Linked DNA regions of Oryctolagus cuniculus: region 1 is linked to region 2. Evidence: chromatin contacts called from public Micro-C data. All regions are on one chromosome and are shown on one strand. Each heading gives the region's core, a stretch centred on a gene start, on an enhancer-like site or on the middle of the called end of the contact. The rest is flanking DNA. Distances are from core to core; before and after follow the strand shown. Region 1 holds the start of VAC14 (VAC14 component of PIKFYVE complex). Region 2 holds the start of CMTR2 (cap methyltransferase 2).

Evidence for each region. A called contact is a pair of places that touch in the nucleus more often than the background predicts.
Region 1: a contact with region 2 is called in a Micro-C map of ear pinna, with 2.7 times the contacts expected there. The contact joins the promoter of VAC14 here to the promoter of CMTR2 in region 2. A contact is called at or near these places in 2 of 6 Hi-C or Micro-C datasets (ear pinna and an unstated tissue).

The regions. Positions count from the first base shown.
Region 1 is chr18:56,453,534-56,459,546 of mOryCun1.1, forward strand. VAC14 (VAC14 component of PIKFYVE complex) reads left to right here and starts at 1,509. Exons shown (of 20, transcript XM_017342353.3): 1 at 1,509-1,918.
Region 2 is chr18:55,955,233-55,961,840 of mOryCun1.1, forward strand. It overlaps CMTR2 (cap methyltransferase 2), which reads left to right and starts at 4,690. Exons shown (of 2, transcript XM_051847018.2): 1 at 4,690-4,891.

The sequences.
Region 1 (6,013 bases), core at 259-2,758, 500 kb after region 2:
GTCTCCCCCTTTTATTAACTCAGGGTCAACCGATTAGGGACCTTAACTACATCTGCAGACTCTCTTCTGCCATATAATGTAGTGGAATCATGTGAGTGATAGCCTATGATGTTTGCAAGTCTTGTTCACACTCGAGAGGACTGTACACGGCATGTAGCCAAAGGGGAGAACCCTGGGAGCTATTCTAGAATTCTGCCTACCATATAATATGACTACTCACTAACTATATATATGTGTGTGTGTGTGTGTGTGTGTGTATACTGTCATTTATTGTGTTTCTGATCTTTGTTGTGAGAATAATATTTGATTTTCAAGAGCGTTATAAGCTTTAGGTATGTGCTTTTCACTCATTAGAGAAAAGCTCCTCTCGTGTACTCTCAAACTGCTCCTATTTAAGATTTACTGGTCTAGCCTTTATCCTAAGTCCCCGTCCACGCTGGAAGCATAAGGGAGGAACTGTGCATCTCCCAGTGTCTTAGCCTGATCCCTGCTGCTATAACTTAATACCACTGACGGGGTATGTTGGAAGGAACAGAGGCTTATTTGGCTCATGATTCCGGAGGCCGAGAAGTTCCAGGGGCCTGGCGTCAGCATCTAGCAAGGACCCGGGTACCAGACCATCCCATGGTGGAAGGCAGAAGGCAAGGAGGGGCTGACTCCTTTCCTAACACACCCCCTGTGACAGCAGCTAACCCTCTCCTGCGATGCCATCCATCCTCTGGGCCTCCCCCCCAACACACACAGCGCCTTTGGGGGCGCCTATGACTCACAGCTCCCTGGTGCTGCACTTTAACTGCAACCCAGCCACAGACTGGTATTTAAAGTTTCACCACCTGGCAGCCATTTCTGTCCCACCTTTCAGTTAACTTTCAAAGCACCTGAAGGGGCTGCTTCCAGCAGCTCCATCCGCATCTGGGGCTTCTGCCCTCCGGGGCCCGGCGTCTCTTCAGGATCAGAGCCTGTTGCCACCGGCTGCTACTGGTCCCTGAAATGGTAGTAGACAAGTAACACCGGCCTTAATTGAGTTTATTTTAAAGAGTCAGGAAAAAAAAAATATATATATATATATATATAGCCATCCAGTTAAACCCATAATTTCACGGTATAAGCAAGCCTAAGGAAAGAAATTTAGATTTTTTTAAGTGAGTTGATTAAAGGAAAATATCAGATAAAGAGTATTACGGGTGGCTAATGTGAAATTAACTGGTAAGCGGCAAAGGACTGAACTTTTGAATTCGCTAAGTTTGGAATAAATTATGCCAATTATGAATCAGGCTCCTAGAAGCCCCGCGTTCCCGAGAACGTCTACACCACGTGCCAAGCCGGCAGCTGAATGGGCGGGACCCAACCCGCGGGGGACGTCGCAAACCACACACTTAGGCGGCGGCGGGGCGCTCAGAGCTGGACCCTAAACCGAGGGGCGGGGACTCCGGGGGCGTGGCAAATCCACCTGCGGCCGGCGTGCGGGGGCGTGGCCGGCTAGGGGAGGGTCCTCGCGGCGGAAGGCGGAAGCTGGGACGGAGTCATGTGACTCGAGCAACATGGCCGCTACCCCGTGAGAGCCGCCTGAGCCGGGCGGGATTGAGTTGCGCGAGCCTTTTAGGCGGCAAGGGTAAGGCGTGAGGGAGCGGGACCTGGGCCGGGGTTCCGAGGCGGCGCGCGAAGGCGGAGCGAGACAGACGGCCCGGGGCGGCGTGGTACATGAGCCGGCGCCGGCGGCAGCTTGGAGCCGCAGACTCCCGTGGCCCCGGCGCTGTCCCGGCCGCCGCGGGCTGAAGAGTCGGAGGCTGCAGGACTCCCTCGGAGCTGCCAGCATGAACCCGGAGAAGGATTTCGCGCCGCTGACGCCCAACATCGTGCGGGCCCTCAATGACAAGCTGTACGAAAAGCGGAAAGTGGCAGCGCTGGAGATCGAGAAGTAAGAACTGCTGGGACCCCGCCCTGGCCGTGCATCCCCCGCCCGCCCTCTTCCCTGCTGGGAGCCCTCGAGCCTTCCTGGGCGGTGTTGCTTCCCCAGGGTGCAGGCCCTTAGCGCAGTGCTTAAGAGCAGGCGGTATGGAGTCCTATCGGGGAGTCCCGGCTTTGTCCCCGACCTGTTGTGTGATGTGAGCCAAGTTCTTCAGCCCCAAAGGGCTGCAGTGAGAATGAAATGACACCGTGTATGTGTAGCGCTTAGCCCAATGCCTCGCTCGTGTGGTCCCAGCAGATCAGAGAGTGGCCGGCGAAGGCACAGATGTCAGCAGCGGGAGATTTTTGCTAGTGATGTAGCCCCGCCTGCTTGCTTAGCCAGCCTCTGAGAAGTGAGAGGGACTGTGAAGTGACCAAGAGGAGAATCAGATCGGAAGCCTCGCGATTGTATTATGTCTGTCAAACGACCCTTCCCAGCAAGTGGGGCTAGAGTAATCCGAAGCCTTACTGTGCGTGTGTGTAACCAGGATCTGATACCTTTGTCGTATTCCCCAGTGTACAAAAGGGGATGTTTAACTGGGTATGTTTTATTGAGGTGTTTGTAGCTGGTATTTGACCTTTGTCTATTTCCCCAGCCAAGTCTTAGTTACAAAGGCAAGTGGGGCTGTGACTTCAGAAGAGCAAGAAGAAGCAGGCAGTGAAACTGGACGAAGCCGGACTGGGAGTTAGGAGACTGGCAGCAGAAGTCTGCCCTGTCCAGTGGGGCAGCCAGTGACTGCGGATGTCGTTTAGATGCTTAAAGACAAATAGGGTTTAAAATGTAGTTCGTCAGTATCACTTTCTGTAGCAGCCACTGGTCACTGTCGGCTGCCTTGTGGGGCCTGCACCTGTGTGACAGCTCCATCGCCCCAGCGTGCTGTACTCTGTGCCAGGTTGTGATGCTCACCTTCGGGCCTCCAAAAGATTCCTTAACTCAAGCTTTCTTAGCCACAGCACCACTTTTTTTTTAAGACTGATTTTATTTCTTTGAAAGGCAGAGCGACAGGGAAAGAGGAAGAGACAGCGGTCTTCTATCTGCTGATTTACGCCCCCCCCCCCACACACACACAGAGCCACAAGGGCTGGGGCTGGCCCTGGGCCAGGCCTGAGCAAGGAACCAGGAACTCCATGGGGTGTCCTACAGGGTGGCAGGGGCCCAGGCATCTTCCACTGCTTTCCCAGGTACATTATCAGGGAGCTGGATCAGAAACGGAGCAGCTGGGACTTGAACCAGCACTCATATAGGATATGGGCATTGTAGGTGGTGGCTTAACTACTGCGCCACAGCACCAGCCTCAGCCTCAGGACTATTGAAATTTTGGGACAAATAATTCTTGACTGCAGTGTGCCTCATAGGGTTTTTAGCAGCATCTCTGACATCTACCCACTAGATGCCAGTCGCACACCATCAGTTGTAACAACTGGAGATGTCTCCAGACATTGTCAGATCTCCCTGAAGGTAGAAAATTGCCCCACTTGTGAGCCACTGCCTTAACTGCTTTGGATTTTAGTTTCCTTCTAAACTAAGGGGTTTGGTTGTTGATAAAACTCTCCATTCAGCTCTAATATTTAGTATGTCCACGACCATCAAGCTGCTTCTCTCATCAGGAACCACTTCAAAAAATTTTTTTTATTTATTTTTAATTATTTGAAAGGCAGAGAGAGAGAGAGAGATCTCTCATTTTCTTATCATTCCCACAAGAGCCTGGGCTAGGCCAGGACAAACCAAGGAGCTGGGGATCCCCTCTGGGTCTACCATGTGGGTGACAGGGATGCAGGACCCTGAGCCAGCACCTGCTGCCTCCCAGCGTGTGCACTGATAGGAAGTTGGAGTTGAGAGCAGAGCCAGGGCTCACACCCCAGCACTCCGATAGGAGATGCGGGCACCCACGCAGCATCTCAGCCATTGGCACCAAGCTCCTACCCTGGGTACCACTGTGCTGACCTCTCTTTTTATAGAGTGTTTTGTTTGCACCCTGACTCTCTAACGCTGGCCGGTCTTAATGGGAATGAACAGGTGACCAGAGATGGCGTGTGAACGTGGTTCCCTGTGCACGGGTTTTGCTGCCATTGGAGCCGCGGGGATGCCTGGCTTCGTGCATCACGTGCTCTGCGTCTCAGGAACATCTGCTTGAGCAAGGCTGGAGTCACCGCCGAGTCCTTAAATGAGAGTCTGCACCGCAGCATCCGTGCCCCTCCCGCACGCTGTGCACAGGCTCTGCTCTGCAGATACTTCTGCCAGGGTCTTGTCTTCCGGGGTGGGGGTTCACTTCATTGGACATTGCCCTTGATTTGTGGGATTCAGAGAAAAGCCCAGGGGCAAGGACCTTGTCTTATTTGTGCTCGGCACTTAGCACAGTGCTGGTGACCTCCGACAGCTGGTATCCACCTGAATGAGCACCATAGGTTTTCAGTAGGGAAGCGCATTGCAGTCTGGGGACCAGTGTGGCCTGGGGATGGCCTGCGAGTTTGTTGCAGAGAGGCTCTCCAGCTCCACCCCAGAGCCTGGGAATCAGAATCTGCACCTTAGCAATTTGGGGTGACTTGTGTGTACCTTAACATTTGAAAAGCACTGGCCTCAAAGACCACCGGCGAGGCGTAGTCAGCTCGGGGGTGAGGAGTGCCCAGATCGGTACTTCCTCAGAACGGAAGTTTCAGAACAGCTCTGGGCCAGCTCCGATTCACTTATCTGAGCGGCGCCAGGGTTGCGCGTGCCTGAGTGCTTCCTGTATGTCACATATGTGTGGATTACTCGAAGAGCGTCTTCATTTGGCCTGGTCAGAGTGACAGCCAGACACAGACTGTTGATTATTGTTTCCTATAGGCTGTAGACACCCCATCAAGGAAGAGTTGGAACCTTGGCAACCGGCTGGGTGGTGAAAGGGAGTCAGCCCGCGCGCTCTGGAAGTGACGTGCTAGTGCTGTTCTTAGGAAAGTCGCTCTGCCGAGACGCCGGGTTTGTTGAGAGGCTAGGTGGCGTAATGGTTCAAAGCAGGCGGTGGAGCTACTTAGGGAACAACCCATGCGCTTCAGGCTCTCATTTACAGCCAGCTGGGGGACCCTGGGCCAGGTCATTAGCCTGTGTGCTCCCATTTCTGCATCTGTAACATGGGAATAGCAGCAGAACTCATACAGTGGTCGTTTGATTTTTTTCTATGATTTATTTTTATTTATTTTGAAGAGTTACAGAGAAAGGGAGAAACAGAGATTTTCCATCCAGTGGTTCACTCCCCAGATGGCCACAACAGCCAGGGCTGGGCCAGGCTGAAGCCTGGCTTCAGAAGAGCCAAGGGCTTCTTCCAGGTCTCTCACATGGATAGCAGGAGTCCAAACACTCGGGCCATCTTCCACTGTTTCCCTAGGCCGTTAGCAGGGAGTGGATCAGAAGTGGAGCAGCTGGGACTCGAACCCACACCTATATGGGAGGCCGGCATCGCAGGTGGGAGCTTTGCCTGCTATGCCACAGCGCCAGTCCCTGTTTGATTCTTGAGATAATGTTGCAGAGTAGTTAGTGCAGCCCCTGGGCCCATTGTAATTCTTACATAACACGGTGGTGTCACTTAGGCGAGTTAGTCCTCTCGGGAGCATCAGAGAGTATATTTGTACAAACTAAGACACTACAGTGTCACTCACTTTAAAGACATTGGGAGTCTCCAGCCCAGGACTGCCAGCAGCCTCTAGAAGCTGGCAAGAAAGTGAGCCACAAAGTTTGTGTAATTTATTAGAGCAGCAAATAGAAAACTGGTCTGACCCCGTTGTTACTGTTGCTAAGTCTGCACTCGACCATTGCTGTTCCTAAATCTGCCGCCCCTCCTAGATGATGGGGGCCAGGCCAGCCTTCCTGTCCTTGTCTGCTCAGTGCTTGCCAGCACTGGGCAGGGGCTTGTCCCTGGCTCTCCCATAGCAAAGAGCAGGCCCCAGCTGCTTTGTCAGCCTGAGCTCAGCAGTCGGCCAGGTTTGATCTGGGCTCTGCATATCCCAGAGCCAGAGATGGAGGTTGGTTTGTGGTGTTCAAGGAGGCGATGGTCTCAGCCTGCGCGGTGCAGTCAGTGCTCTAGCTCGAGTG
Region 2 (6,608 bases), core at 3,440-5,939:
TGGTTTTGGAACCCTGATTTGTACTTTGTCATCTCACAGTGTGTGTGTGTGTGTGTGTGAGTGTAACCAGGGACTCAGCAAGTTGACTGGTGATAAATGACCACAGAAGCAATTTAGATTGTTTGTCTTGACAGAGAAGTATAATGAGAGCAGAGGCTGGGAGCCAGTTGTTTTAATTCTTACGTTCTCGTTGTCATGCTGCATGTAAAGAAGCTAGCTTCAGATCAGACACTGTGTATGTATGCTTGTTAAAATATGTTTGTTACAATATACATTTAAGGGTCAGTGTTGAATGCATCTACCTAATTATGCTTTTTTAGCTGATTTTGCCAATCTCATAGTATGGTTATTGGTTTGGTTGTTTTCTTTCAGCTTTTACAGGTTATAAATGCTAGGGCAAGTTTTGGGCCTGCCAGTTAAGACATCAGTTGGGAATACCCATATCCCTCATCAGATGCCCGGATTGTAGTCCTGGCTCCACTCCCAGTTCTAGCTTCCTACTCTTGTGTACCTTGGGAGGCAGCAAGTGATGGTTCAACTAGCTGGGTCCCTCTCACCCATGTGGGAGACTCGGATTGGGTTCTCAGCTGTCAGTTTTTTCCTGATAGAACCCCAGTCATTGTAGACATTTGAAGAGTGAACCAGCATATGAGAGCATTTTCTACCCACCCCTTTGCCTCTCAAATACATAAATAAATAAGCAAAATAATAGAGACTAATTTCATTCATAGTATTTCATCTTTTCTAAAAACTTTGCAATAACCTACTGTCTTGCTTTCATGACAAATGATTGAAACCCTGCTCTTTTTTTGTTTTAATTGCTGGCTTACTGTATTTTTTTTTTTTTTTGACAGGCAGAGTGGACAGTGAGAGAGAGAGACAGAGAGAAAGGTCTTCCTTTTGCCGTTGGTTCACTCTCCAATGGCCGCCGCGGCTGGCGTGCTGCGGCCAGCGCACCGCACTGATCCGATGGCAGGAGCTTCGCCTAGTCTCCCATGGGGTGCAGGGCCCAAGCACTTGGGGCATCCTCCACTGCACTCCCGGGCCACAGCAGAGAGCTGGCCTGGAAGAGGGGCAACCGGGACAGAATCCGGCGCCCCGACTGGGACTAGAACCCGGAGTGCCGGCGCCGCAAGGCAGAGGATTAACCTAGTGAGCTGCGGCGCCGGCCGGCTTACTGTATTTCTGGCATGGACAATAAAGATGTTCTTAAGTTACTCGAGAGAATTTGTAGGAATTTTATTTGTAACAGGCTGGCCTAGGATTCAGAGAAACCCAAGTGCAAACACCAGGCCTACCTTTTATTGACTGTGTGATCTTCAGCAACTTGCGTACTCACTTTGATTCTTAATTTCTCTGTTTATAAAATGGGGACAATGCATGTATCCACTTCATGGAGTTTTGAGAAGGTTAAATTTTTAAGGATCTCATTCTTAGCATACATTTTCTTCTCAGTGTTAGTGAATATTCTGATTATTTTAGTCTGGGCTGAGTCACTGAAAGCTTTGCTCTTGGGGACATTCCTGATAGCATGTATAAACCTCAAGGATCATAGCAATCTGTTCAAGAGATTACTTGTCCTTTACCTGGTCTTCAGTCCCCCAAAGGAACAATAGTCATATCATTGCATTTTTATTAATATTTATTAATATCATTTTAAGGCAACCAGTTGTGGCTGGCATTGTGGTACAGCAGTTGAACTGATGCTCCTGAAGACAGCATCCCATAGCAAAAGACTGGTTCAGATCCCAGCTGCTCCACTTCTGAGGCAACTCCTTGCTAATGCACCTGGAAAGCAGCGGAAGACGACCCAAGTACTTGGGCCCTGCCACCACATGGGAGACCCAGAGTTCCAGGCTCCTGACTTCTGCCTGGCCATTGTAGCCATTTGGGGAGTGAACCAGCAGATGGAAGATCCCTTTCTCTCTTGCTTCCTCTCTCTCTCTCACTCTTCCTTTCAAATAAATGAAATAAATCCTTTTTAAAAAGTAATTCCAATAATCGTTCAAATGAAAAAGATTTACAACACCAAAAGTTGATAAGAATGTAAAGTAACAAATTCTAATGTATTAGGAGAAGGGATATAAAATGGAGTAACCACTTTGGAAAGTTGGGGACTTTTAAAACAGTTACACATGAGGGTACTTCAAGGTATTCCCAGAAAAGTGGAATTAAAAGATAAATTCAGGAATGGGCATTGTGGAGTAACAGGCTAAGCCGCCACCTGCAATGCCAGCATCCCATATGGCACCGGTTTAAGTATGGGCTGCACCACTTCCGATCCAACTCCTTGCTAATGGCCTGGGAAAAGCAGTGGAACCAGGTGGGAGACTTGGATGAATTTCAGGCTTCTGGCTTTGGCCTGGCCCAGCCCTGGCCATTGTGGCCATTTGGAGAATGAATCAGTGATGGAAGATCTCTATCTCTCTCTCCATTCTCCATCTCTCTTTCTCTCTCTAACTCTGCCTTTCAAATAAATAAAAAATATTGATTTTGGTGCAAACATTGAAATCCATGCGTAATTTTTCATAATACACATTTCCATGAGCACTTTGAAGACCCCATTTGTATTTACTTCCGTGATTCTCAGAGTGTCCATAGTACAGAGGTTGAGAAACTCCGATTTACTCAATAACGTGGGCTCTACACCTACATCACTTACCTAAGTGTAAGGAACACATGCATTTAGCAAAGCATTTTGTAGCAGAATGTTCTTGGCAAGTTTACTTATAATATCCTCAAACTGTCCATCAACAGGAAAATAGATTAAAAAACTTAGGGTCCACTCATACAAGGCCATGCTACCTAGCAATAAATGGAAACAAACTACAGATACACAAAACTACCTGTCTAAATTAAAAAAAAATTTTTTTTATTTGTGAAAGGCAGAATTACAGAGAGACAGAGGCAGAAAGAGAGGTCGGTCTTCCATCCAATGGTTCAATCTCCAAATGGCTGCACTGGCCGGAGCTGAGGCAATCCAAAGCCAGGAGCCAGGAGCTTCTTTCGGCTCTCCCCTGTAGGTGCAGGGGCCCAAACACTTGGGCCATCTTCTATTGCTTTCCCAGGCCGTAGCAGAGAGCTGGATTGGAGGTGGAGCAGCTGGGACTTGAACTAGCACGCATATGGGATGTTGGCACTTCAGGTGGCAGCTTTACCTGATACGCCACAGCGCCAGCCCCTGGCTGAATATTTTTTAAAAGTACACTGAATGGAAAGAGCGTGGACACAAAAATGATGTAAACTGCATCAGTTGAATTTATGTGAAATTCTAGAGAAGGCAGAACTGTGGTGACCGGAAACAGATCTGTGGTTCCTACTAGAGCATGGGAGACTGAGAAGGAGCATGCACAGACTTTCTGGCATCAACAGGTGTTTGACAAGAGTGAGTGAGCAGAACACTGTAATTCTGCGCACCTCACTGTATGTATGAGCACCTCGAAACATGTAAATGAGAAAAAGAAAAGGCAACCAACATTGAATTTGGGAGATAATTTTCTTCGGAAGAAGTTCCTGTTGCTGCTTCTCAACCTCTCCAGTACCCTTGTTTTCAGTCCTTGTCACTTGAGACATCTTTCTGGTATATGGTGGTAGTTTATTGCAGTTATAGTTTGTGTTTTCCCAACAGTTAGTGAAGTTGAGCACATTTTCATGTCTGTTGGGGCTTTGGATCTGATCTTTTTGAAATATTCATCCATTCTTCTATTGGAATGTCTATTTGTAGGAGTTACGTGTTCTGAAACACATGTGTGTATATATAAGTATTATATATCATGTCTTCTCCCACATAGATTTCATTCTCAATGGTGTCTTTTCATGAATAGATATTCTTAATTTTAATATGCTCAAATTATTATTTTTCTTTTATCATTAGTGTCTTTTGTGTCCACTTCAGGGTCACAAGGACATTCTTAGGTTTTCTTACTGACTTTTAGAATGCAGATAAGCCGTCCAACTGAAATTTTCTTTTTGTTTATGATGGGAGGAGAGAACAAATCGAGTTTTTTCCATGTCGCTATCCCACTGACCTAGCACCATTGTTTTGAAAGGATAAGCGCTTGTCCACTAGTGCATGTTCTGAAGGACTTGTAAAGAAGTATTTTCTGTTCCTAGCTATCTGCACAAACACTGGAAGCGCCTCGCATCGCTCTGCGCTCTCCCGTTCGCGCGCAGCACTGTTGACGGCCTGCTGGCGCCGCATGGGCTGTGTCTGTGTTGCATGGTGGCACCATGAACACGGTCGTAGACGTCCTTGAAGTTACACTTGGGCAGTCTCCATTTTGTTGCTGTTATTTTTGAGGTGCTGAAATGAACGCTTTGTCCCGACTGCCTGAGGATAAGTCGCGGGAGGAGGGCTGCGGGCCCTCATGCACACCTGTCTGCAGTGAGCGTCGCCCCCACCACTCCTGGGCTCCCCTACAGGGGCCACTTTAAATCTCAACTGGGCCAGGAGACGCTTTCATTTCCAGTTCTCTTTTCGTAGTAGGAAAACAACTCTGTGCACCCTTATTAGCTATTTAATTCACTTTTTTGTTTGTTCGTTTGTTTTTGGGCTGTTTCTGCGGGAGTTTGTAATTCTGCGGCCACCACGTCCGGAAAAGATCAGCCCCGCCCCAAACCCGCTCCCACTTCTCCACCCTCGAGGGGCGGGGCCAAGGGCGCTCCGGCTGCGCGCGCAGCTTCTGTTGCCATAGCAGCCGGGCGGGACGGGAGACGGGGGCTTCCCAGCTCCGGTATCCCGCGGAGAAACGAAACCTGAGGGAGAGAAGTCCCCGGCGCTGCGTAACGTAGACGCCGTGACGCAAGCCCCGCCTGGAGGGCGCGTGCGCAGTGTGACCGTGAGGGCCCTCGGGCGGCCGCGGCGGGCGTTCCGTGACAGCGTGACCTGGAGGTGGGTCCGGGTACCACCAGGAGCGCCCCCCGCCCCCCGAGCCTCCTGGCTGGCAACCCCGCTGTCCAGGGGCTGGGTTCGCCGAGGACCCAAAGGAGCGACCACCCCGGGAAGCATCCCTGGGGGCGGAAATGGAGACTGGTGCCCTCGCGTGAGGCGGGCGAGTGGAAGCGCCGCGGCTCCAGACTGTGGGCTCCCTGGTGGGCGCGAGCCAAGGTAATCCAGGCCGGGTCGAGAGCCCGGGTCCTCCTCCCAGTTTCCGGGGTGCGAGACAGGAGCCGGGACGGAGTGCTCTCCACTCATTTCCGCCCCTGGAAATGAGCTCTTGGGGCGCCCCGGGGCCATGGTGAGCGCGGGAGACGCGCTTGTGTCGCTGGAAGAAGTTGGTCGAAGCACTTCTATAACTCCTCTCCGGGTGTGGACCGGAGAGGGAACAGCTGTGCGGGTTGCACGTTAGGCTCAGGGGTTTTACAGGTGTTCCCCTTGTGGCTTCGGGCGGGGCGCTACGTGACTTTCTGCGGGAGTCCGCAGTATAAGCAGAGTGTTTCTGGCCCACCCAGCAGACTTATGATGCCACAAAGCTCTGTGGAGTGCCTAGTGCACAGAACATGATTCCCAGACATTCTGTCAGCCACACGCTGCGGGCCGCAGAGATGAACTGTGGGTTAGAAGGAAGGGGCTGCCTTGGGAGAAGGAAACATGCCGCAAGAAAGGGAATGCGAGAGGCAGTTGGAAGTGAGCAAGGCAGGGTAGCCTCCGCTTACTGGAAGGTGAGGGAATGAGTTAGGCGGAGGGTCCGGCCGCTGCAAGGCCTTGGGCCTGGAAGGTGCCTGGGGTCTTGCAGGGCGGCTGCAGCAGAGTGAGTGAGGGGCGTGATGATGACAGGTGGCACGCGGCCGGGGTGCAGTCAGGAAGCATGGGTGTGTTGGATCACCGTAGTTGTCCTCCGGCGCAGGTAATTCTATAGATTGCACAGCCCACCTTTAGCCACTGATTGATAAGTGACCGAAATCCAGCTTTTTCCAAAACCTAGTTGAGATGCAAGCATGATGGCGGTGGCCAGTAGGCACTGTGTAGTTAAGACAGAAGAGGCTGTGATGGACTTCACCGGCCCTTGTTGAGGATTTCAGTGAATGCAGAAAGGCCTCGCTGTCGCTTTCAGAATTGTCTGGGTGTGAGCGTAGCTACTAACGGTGCAAATCAAAACAGAAACTCCTAAGTGAGAAGAGATGTTGATGGGTAATCTTGACTGAGAACAACTTTTTACACGTAATTTGTACACACCTTGTGGCAAACAAACTGCTACTAAGGTACAGTAATGACACCTGTTAGTTCAGGGAGTACACACACCGCTAATGTGGACAGGCTTCTAAATAATTGAAACATGAAAAGGTGAAAACTGCACTAAAATATCAATACAAAAGTAAATGCTAGTAGAATACAGTCACCTGGATATTGTTGTACTTATTATGTCAGTAGCACAATTTAAAAAGTATTTTAAAAGTTTATTTGTGAGGCAGAGAGAGTGAGCAGCCATCTGCTAGCTGATTCAGCAAATCCCCACAAAGGCTGGAACTAGGCCAGGATGAAGCTCAGAGCCAGGAACTCAGTCCCAGTTTCCCACAGGGGTGGGAGGGACTCAATTATTTAAACTTTCACCTGTTGCCTCCCAGGGTCCCCATTAGCAGGAAGCTGGAACTGGCGGTGGAGCCAGGGC